3 separate regions of the Mus musculus genome follow, and all the other regions are linked to region 1. A link is a contact called in public Hi-C and HiChIP or PLAC-seq data. All regions are on one chromosome and are shown on one strand. The core of a region is the stretch at or near the end of the contact, and the rest is flanking DNA. Distances in the headings are between cores, read along the strand shown. Region 1 holds the start of Dap (death-associated protein). Region 2 has its middle 28 kb from the start of Gm26416. Region 3 has its middle 16 kb from the start of Gm41285.

Evidence for each region. Hi-C and Micro-C count contacts between places; a contact is called where the count stands out from the background. HiChIP or PLAC-seq counts read pairs in DNA pulled down with a chosen protein or histone mark.
Region 2: a contact with region 1 is called in a BATF HiChIP or PLAC-seq map of CD8 T cells, with 10 read pairs. The contact joins the enhancer-like site here to the promoter of Dap in region 1. A contact is called at or near these places in 1 of 15 datasets of contacts at CTCF or cohesin (CD8 T cells), 9 of 484 Hi-C or Micro-C datasets (CD4 T cells, CD8 T cells, CD8 central memory T cells and 3 more), 9 of 115 datasets of contacts at active chromatin or transcription factors (CD4 single positive thymocytes, CD8 T cells, double positive thymocytes and 4 more) and 4 of 9 other capture datasets (adipose tissue, embryonic stem cells, liver and 1 more).
Region 3: a Hi-C map of pre-B cells shows a contact between it and region 1, with 2.7 times the contacts expected there. The contact joins the enhancer-like site here to the promoter of Dap in region 1. A contact is called at or near these places in 1 of 39 promoter capture datasets (liver), 18 of 484 Hi-C or Micro-C datasets (2-cell embryo, B cells, bone marrow-derived dendritic cells and 6 more), 4 of 115 datasets of contacts at active chromatin or transcription factors (bone marrow-derived dendritic cells, cardiomyocytes, embryonic stem cells and 1 more) and 3 of 9 other capture datasets (adipose tissue, liver and pancreatic islet).

What each region holds. Positions count from the first base shown.
Region 1 is chr15:31,223,031-31,225,730 of GRCm38.p6, forward strand. Dap (death-associated protein) reads left to right here and starts at 1,355. Exons shown (of 4, transcript NM_146057.3): 1 at 1,355-1,553. The coding sequence starts at 1,499.
Region 2 is chr15:31,164,997-31,167,958 of GRCm38.p6, forward strand. No RefSeq gene overlaps it. Among named protein-coding and RNA genes, the nearest start is that of Gm26416, 28 kb to the right of the region's middle. Within about 2 kb of position 1,350, at least 38 of the 459 cell types and tissues checked have an H3K27ac peak or open chromatin away from gene starts, as enhancers often do. A contact at or near this core is called in CD4 single positive thymocytes, CD8 T cells, CD8 central memory T cells and 5 more, where this site is marked.
Region 3 is chr15:31,278,365-31,281,302 of GRCm38.p6, forward strand. No RefSeq gene overlaps it. Among named protein-coding and RNA genes, the nearest start is that of Gm41285, 16 kb to the left of the region's middle. Within about 2 kb of position 1,362, at least 63 of the 459 cell types and tissues checked have an H3K27ac peak or open chromatin away from gene starts, as enhancers often do. A contact at or near this core is called in B cells, pancreatic islet and pre-B cells, where this site is marked.

The DNA.
Region 1 (2,700 bases), core at 105-2,604:
CTCTGTTCCAGGATTATATGGGTCTTTTGCGATTGCCATGGCTAAGGGCCTGGAATATAAGTGAAAACCATATACCAGGCTTCTCCTTCCATGGAGCTGACAGTCCAGTCCATGGAGAATTCCAGTAAATGAGCAGAGAGAAATAAGGACGGCCAGATGAGGTTGATCGCATGGAGGCAGTAAAAAACATGAACAGAAACATGAGCCGGGCACCTTGGCTACATTCTCAGATCCCACAGGTCAGCTGACTTCACAAGCTGGTTGTACTATAGGAAGGAGTCAGTCATGTAGATATCTGGAGGAATCAGTGCTCAGTGATGGGAATAGCAGATGCCAAGACCAGAAGAACTGGCCTGTCCCACTAAAGAAGGATCAGAACAACCAATATGGGTCAAGGAGCCATAAGCAATGAGCTGCTAGTTTGCCAGGCCCTGTCACGAAAAAAGCCTTGTGGGTTGTATGTGCTACAGGTTGCATTTGATGGCCACAAGGGCTTCAAACCTCCTCGACTAAGAAATTGTTTCTATGCAAGCCTGCAAACCACTTGCCTCTTGAGAACCGCGAGCTAAATAATTCTGAGTAATTTATGAATTACTCAGACGCCAACATCATTACAGTGGAAAGCACCCCAGGAACGTGTAGGGAAGAGGGCCAAGGATGATGCACGGGAGATACAAATATTTACAAGTCTACAGAGAAGCTTGCCAAGCCGAATGGCAGCCACGGTGGTCTGGACAAGGCAGAGACATGGCGTCCCTAAAGCTAAAGAACATCCAGAGCTGTCTGCAGTGCTCCTACGAGATCAAAGGCACTGGACAAGTGACCTTCGGATTTGGCAGCCTGGGGTCAGGGAGAGGTTCTGAGAGATCAGTCAAGAGGTTCTGAGAGTAAGGAAGGAGTAGAGAGGTGTGGCACCCTGCCTCTTTTAATAGCTGGGTCGTCTAAGATCCGTGTGCAGCCTGGAAGGGATGGTGGCAGGCCCTTTTCTAAAGATAGAAGACTGCTGATCTTGCAGAGCTGCGAGTTCTAGAGAGTAACGGATAAGTTTTGCTGCAAAGTGAGCCAAGGAGCCAGGAGCTGCCATCTCTGAACGAAACCCCGCGCTGGGGTCTCGAACCACCAGCAGGCTACGCTTCCCTCAGTGACAGCTTGGCTAGTGAACACGCACCACGGGTCCAGCCCCTCGCTGGTCGCAGGGCCGCCCCGCCCTTCACGTACACACGCGCCCTGTCATCCTTCCCATACAATAGCCTTGGAGTCGTACGTGGCGCTGGCCGCTGCGCATGCTCCACAAGGACGGGCGGGGCGAGGCGAGGCGGCTCACAGAGTTCGGGTGGGCGGGACCGTGCCACGCAGCCGTTTGGAGCCACGCCCCCCTGCCCGGGGCGGCAGTGCGCGTTCCCGAGCAGCGCGCGCCTCACGCCTTCCCCCGAGTCCTCGCGCGCGCACTGACGCCCACCCCGCGGCTGCCGTCGCCCCTCCGAAAACCAGCGGCGCCATGTCTTCGCCTCCAGAAGGAAAGCTGGAGACCAAAGCTGGACACCCGCCCGCCGGTACTGACTGGTTTGCACTATGTCTTGGGGCGCCGGGAGGGGACAGGGCAGGATCGGGGTCCCAGTGCCCCGGTGCCCCTTGCTTGTGTGCTGCGCAGGCGCGCAGGTGAGCGGGCCCGGGGTGCAGGTGAGCGGGTCGCGGGATCCAGCCCTCCCCGGCGGGGACACCCTAGTTGTACAAGTCAAAACTCAAAAGTAGGCAGTTTTTATGAGATTGCACAGATGTTTGCGTGGGAGACCCCCAACAATTAAAAGGTAGTGTTGTATCATGATGATTAATCGTGGGCTGACAGCATTTCACACTGACAGACCAAAGAAGCGGAAATAATTATGATCATTAATCACCCGGCATGACTTCCTTTATTCATTTAATTTTCGCATCCAACTCCCTCTTGAAAGTGGTTAAAACGGTATTTTTTTAAAGCAAACCCGGAACTTCTGAGCCAAAACTTCTTTTTACTGGCAGTTCAGTCCAGTAAAGAGCCACCTCTCTTAGGAAATGGTGAGCAACCTTTGTGTGCCTTGGGCAGCCGCCTCCACTCAGTTCCTGTTTGTTCCTCCATGGCTGGAGGAGTTGGCATTTCTACTGCCCTTTCTGGTGGCAGAGATACCTGTGGAAGCACCACAGAGAGCCAGCCTGGAAACCGTGGGTCCTAGAAGCCAAGTCTCCTGTGGTATAAAACCAGGGCATCTCCCTGCAGACCTTGGAGGACTGTGTGGGGTAGGGACACATCTGTACCATCTTTCTGTAGTAAAAACTTAGACTCTCCAGCTGCTGGCCCCACTGGAGAACAGGAGGAGAGAGGAAACTGCCTTTAAAGTATGCTGTATTTCAAAGCTGATTCACTATGACAGTGCTTCTCAACTCGCCTAACTGGGGTTAGGAGTTATAGCTACGGGAGTCTTTGTGTTCAGTGTAAGATACTATGCTAGAGTATGGAAGGCTCTGGGTTCAATTCTCACTTCTTACAATACAAATTAACTTGTGGAAAGATTACCTTTAAGATACTGGCTCCTATCCCTAACCAAGTCTGTCCGCAATGGGTACCGGCTTGCTTCGCCAGTGGCGTCTCACTGAGTATATTAAACCACCTTCAGGGTAGGCCCTATGCCCCAGTAAATAGATGGCCAACGCAAAACGAACTCA
Region 2 (2,962 bases), core at 100-2,599, 58 kb before region 1:
TGCTTGGCTTTGATATCTGACCGTGGGGAGAAAGCAGGATTCTGGGGATACCCACTTCCTCTTAAAATGAAGAGAAACCCTGGGTAATGTGCAAAGTATTTAGAAGAGAAGTTCAAAAATTTCGTGAAAGGCTGGGGTGATGACGTAGTTGGTGAAGTAACCCTGTGTAAACATAAAGACCTGAGAATGGTCCCAGAATCCATGTAAAAGCAGGGATCTGGCAATCAATAACATGCCACAGACAGAGGGGCGTAAACTTACAGTTCTTGGGGAGGTAAAATTTCTAGGGCTCACTGGTCAATCAGCTTTCTCCACCCAAGAATCTCCAGGCCAATGAGAGACCCTGCCTCAAAAATAAAAGGTAGACAGTATGGAGAAATTGATCCAAGACCTTTACATGTAAGTGAATACATATTCACAACTTCATGAATGTACATGTGTACATGCACACATTTGTACACACATGTAAAACATGAATGTGGAGGGAGGGAGGGAGGGAGGGGAGAGAGAGAGAGAGAGAGAGAGAGAGAGAGAGAGAGAGAGAGAGAGAGAAAGGGAGGATATGGAATGGACAGATGCTTCTAGGCACTTAGAAAGAGGTTACATGGTACCCAAGAAGCACCCAGATCCTGAGGCCCAAAGGTGAGGCCAGGACTAAATGTTTGTGTTTAGAGAGAATGAATTCTAGCATCTTTAGAAGGTACAGAAAACTGGACCTTGTAGCTTTACTCTTAGTCCATGTATTCAAAGATCCTTTGCCTCCACAAAAATATGGTTCTGTTATCATAAGTAGAGTTGCTGGAAGCCATGATCATGTATGATCTCACAGCTTCTGTAGGATGTACATCCTGGCATGGCTTAGCTGGGCCTTTTCTAAGGCTCCCTTCAAGATACCAAGTGGGTGTGGATTTCTTCCCAAGATCACTCCTATCAGTAAGATTAGTTCTTCATCCGCTGCAAACCATTGGCAGACATTAACCAAGGCTTCCCTCTGTCCCTCGTCACTGGGCTTCAACACAGAGATTCTTGTAGCAGAATAGCCAGTTTCCCTGATAGTGGGCAAACAAAAGGCAAGATCAAGCAAGATAGAAGAAGGCAGAGCCTGAAGCCTCTTCTCAGACGTAGTACCCCATCATTGTCATTCAGCCCACATTCAAGAGTTACAATCACAGACAGGAAAGATGTGGGTCTGCCCACCATAGTGCTCTTGACAAAGGATGAGATTAAAAAACGAACACCCTGGATTTAGGTCCCGATACAAATAAGATCCAGACCTCAAAGAAGGGATGCTACCATCTGGCACTGTGTCTCTGAGGCTGAACTGGATACCTCAAAAAGGAAGTGGGAACCAGAGCTCCTGCACTGCTGACTGCGCTGAGCACTATGGCTGGCACTGCCAACTGAGCTGAGCGCTGTGGCTCAGGTTGATGGCTCAGGAAAGAGGACAGTCAGCAAGTGGAGTCTGTTCGTTCCTTCCTTCTTCCACTCTCACTCTGAGTACTTCGCTGGGAAAGCTAAAAGAGAGCTGGTGGCAAAGGGCTTACAGAACTGCATCCCTGGGGTCATAGAGCACACTGCAGGCATTGAAGTTGAAGCAGAGAGCCCATCCCTTAAAAATTAGCATGAAAGGCTGTAGGGACTTCTCCAGCTGGCCTGATGATATTGATCTCTGTCTGGGGATTAAGGTTAAAAGTAACTGTAAGGTCTTTCAATGAGAAGTCAAAGCAGAAATTTTGTATGCAGCTTAGGTGTAGAGTCTAAATTTGTACTATCAAAACAGAGCCAGGACCTCAAAATAGAACAAAACACAACCAACATCTCAAAGCAGTGAAAACCTGTGGTTACCAGTAGAGACAGCTGTGCAGCGCTTCCTGTCGACAGGGTGAACGGGCTCTCATGTCAGAAAGGAGAGATGGAGGGAGCATCCATGTCATAGCGTGGATTCAGCAGTCACTAAAAGAGGGAAAAGAGAGAATGGGACAAGGAGTATTATCGGGACCTTGAGGGACTGGGAAAACGTGATAGACATAACAAAGTCCGCCCACTAAAAATGATCAAAGACAAACAAATGTGAGCACCACGGAACACCAAGACAGGAACGAAGAGGCAGGCTTTCTTGATGAATGCGGTTTCCAGAAGAGAAAACAGGAAATGCTAGCATGCCCATGGACAGGTTAGGTGACAGATTAACCAGAACTGAAGAGAGGATCAACCAGTGGAGAACAAATATCCAGTGTGTAGCAGAGAGTGGGGGAAAGAACATACACAGAGAGAGGGAGTTTCTGCGGGATGTGGGCACATGTCTGCAAACCCAGCACCGAGGACAGCGAGGCGGGACTGGAAATGTGAAAACATCCTAGGATATGTACTGCGATCCTATCTCAAAAAGTAAAATAAATGTGTGTATGCATACATAGATAGCCTCCAACACACACACACACACACACACACACACACACACACTAGTCCCTGGCTTGTGCAAGTTCAACTTAGGATTTTTCAACCTTTTTATTTTTGATTGCCTCCAAAGCAGAATTTATCCAGTAGAAAATAAGTGTCCAATTTTGATGTTGCCCACAGCTAGCCATGTGTGATAAGATGCTATTTCTGGTATTGGACCCCATCAGCAGGCTTCCTTCCCATCAGCCGTGAAGACATGAAGAGAGACAGCCACTAGCTAGCTATGGTGTCCTGTGTGAGTGACTAAGGCAGGTGTTCTGTAGGAAGATTGAGCACACCTGCGACTTGTGATATTTTGTGGTGGCTGTACTGCAACATAACTCCATCCAAATCAAGGAGTGTCTGCGTACCTCCTGTTTCACCCCCCTCAAATAGCAGAGGCCAGTAAAGACTCGTGTGTAGTAGTCCCTGAGAAACACACACGCACACAGAGAGAGAGAGAGAGAGAGAGAGAGAGAGAGAGAGAGAGAGAGAGAGAGAGAGAGAGAGAGACCCATGAACT
Region 3 (2,938 bases), core at 112-2,611, 55 kb after region 1:
GGGAGAGATGCCAAGGCCAGGTGCTGCCTGGGGTCCATCGTCATGGAAGCTCTATTGAAGGGTAAGGACTGGTGAAAGAGGGGGTATGGACACTCCCCCTGGGAACTGTGCAGATGTGACTGCAGAGATGCTGTTGAGACAGGGGTGCACGCCAGAAAGCACATGGGGCAGATGAGACAGACTGAACAGGACCAGGAAGCTAAGCAGGTGACCTTGAGCTAAGTAGGCTCCCATAAACAACCCTGGGAGCCTAGAGCAGAGGAAACCCCAACATTGCTTCCTCCTGGCCAAGGAGGGCAAATGTCAAATTCAAATGAGCCCTGGATTTGTTCTAGGTAGATCAACACCCACCCATTTTCTGGGTCCTTTTAGCTCCTGGTTCCCCGGGACAGCCAACTCCAGGGCTCAGGATAGGCCCCAGTTTAAGCTCTACCTTGTCTGCTTGCTACCCATAAGACCTTGGGCAACTTGCTTCTCTTCTCTAAGCCTCAGTTTTATTGTCATAACACAGGGAACTAGGAACTTTGCAGAACCTCCCAGAAGTTCCCTGATAACCGCTGTACATAATAAGACAGTGGGTTCTCTCATGACCTTGATTTATCATCATTCTGGTTTATAAAACAAGATCGATTGGAGATGCTGTGAATTCTGTCCAATTATCCAATTCCAAGAGGAGGTGGGGAAAGAGAAGAGGAATCAGCCCTGGGGTGTGCTCAGGAGCACAAGTCGCCATCACAAGCTTAGCAGCTGCCTGGAAGATGCACAGCACTGCCCTGCACACCCATCCTTGCTCCTCCATAGAGCAAGTGTGGCAGCCAGATGAGCCTTTGTGTGCAGCCAGAAGCAGAGACCCGGCTTGTGGTAGCCCTGGTCAGTGGACAGCAGAATGGGCATCAGCCAAACAGAGGGCATAGCCTGGCCTAGTACAGCCTTGAACTCAGATGCCCTAGAGCCAGGTGGGAGGCAGATACTGGCCAACCCAGCAGGTTTGTGATTAATTAATTATTTTCTAAACATCTGCCTCCTGCCTCCACAGCCCCTGGTGTTCTGCTGTTCTGCAGGTTTCCTGACTTCCCAGCTGCTGTGCTGGTTAAAACATTACCTTCTACAGACTCGAAAGTAATTTTTCCCCCCAAGACAGGGCATCCTACTGGCCTCTGCAGGATCAAAACACAAACCAAAACAAGAAAACAAACACACAAACAAAACAAAAAACAAAACAAAAAAAAAACAAAAAACAAAAAACCCTCTGCCTTTCACAAGGCTCCAGAGGGGCTTCCCCAGCCATATTCTCCCGAAGAACCAGGAAGCGGCAGTAAATAACTTTGTAACTGTGGCCTGGGCTGGGAGTCCCCAGAGAACCAGAGCCAAAGGGCGTGACTACACACAGTCACAACTCATAGAACATTGTAGCCAATAACTGGCCTCATAGATCTCACTCTATGCTGGGGATTTCCCTGAGACTACATCACCTAGGGACACAGTGCCTGTCACGGGCTGTGTAAGCACACACGAGGTCTGAAAATGGCAAAATCATGTCATGGCTCATTTCTCAGAGCAAACACCTGTTTTAAGTGGCATCTAGCTATACGCAGACATACATGCAGAAACACATTCATAGAAACTTGTTTGCTCTTTTTTATTTTATAATTTCATATCCATGTACATTGTGTTTTATTTTTTACTTTTATTTGTATGCGTATATATGGGCATGTGTCTCTGTGTGTGTGTGTGTGTGTGTGTGTGTGTGTGTGTAGCCTATGGGTGCCTGGTGGAAGGCTATGTATATACCCTTGAGCACAGGCAGAGGCCAGAGGAAGACAGCAGGTGTCCTGTTCTCTCATTCTCTTCCCTATTCTCTTAAGACGAGGTCTCTCACTGTGCCTGTAACAAGGCTGGCAGCCAGCAAGCCACAGCGAACCTCCTCTTTCCATTCTATACAGCAATAGAGTTACAGACACAGGTGGGAGTGGGGGATGCTGGGGATTTGAGCTTGGGCCCTCAGTTTTATGAGGGAAGCCCTCTTGACTGCTAAACCAGCTCTCGGCCCTGCAATGTGGCTCTGGAGTTTCTTTACAGTTTCGTATACATGATATGTTTTGACCAGATTTACCCTCCTGTCCTCCTCCTGTCACTCTCATCCAAACCATGCCTTTCCAACCACTCCCTCTCCTGCTTTTGCATCCTTTTGTTGAGGTGGCAGCGGCAGATGCAGAGGCGGAGGTGGTAGGTTTGAAACAGACTCACTGTGTAGGCCTAACTAGCCTGCAACATGCTAGGTAGACCATGTTGGCCATCTTCTTGCCTATGTGTCTCTCTTAGTGCTGGGACCACAAGTATAAGTCTAGATGGAGAGAGCCTACCTCAAAATAATAAAATAAAATAATGAAATATTTTTAAAATACAGATGAGAGTTAGCTCATAACGCTATAAAGACTGGCAAATGCATTGTGTAGAGTGGGCCAGTAGGATGCAGACCTGGGAAGAGCTGAGATAACAGTGGGAGCCCAGGGCTCGTCTATGATAGACCTCCCTGGCTCTTGGAGATATCAGCCTCAGAGGCACAGCTTAAAGGGCAGATGGAGGACAGTCTGCTCTAGTCCACTGCTACCAATTTAAGCCATATTCAAAACTGCACACCCCCTACAGACATCCAGCATAATGTTTAACCAAGTATCTAGACACCATGGCATGTTTACACAGAAAATAAACCAACATGAATTCACCACTCAAGTTCACCTGGGTCCCAGAGGATTTCGGATCTGTTTCCCTCTGACCTCACTGAGGTGTCTGCAAGCCTTTGCAGCACTCTGTCTAGCGTTGGCTGTGCTCTTCCAAAGAGGCCATCTGAAATTCAATTAAGGACACTCGTGACAAGAGAAAATACGTTTCCCTCTTCCTCCCCCCTTATCCTAAATATTATGATAAATCCAACTGC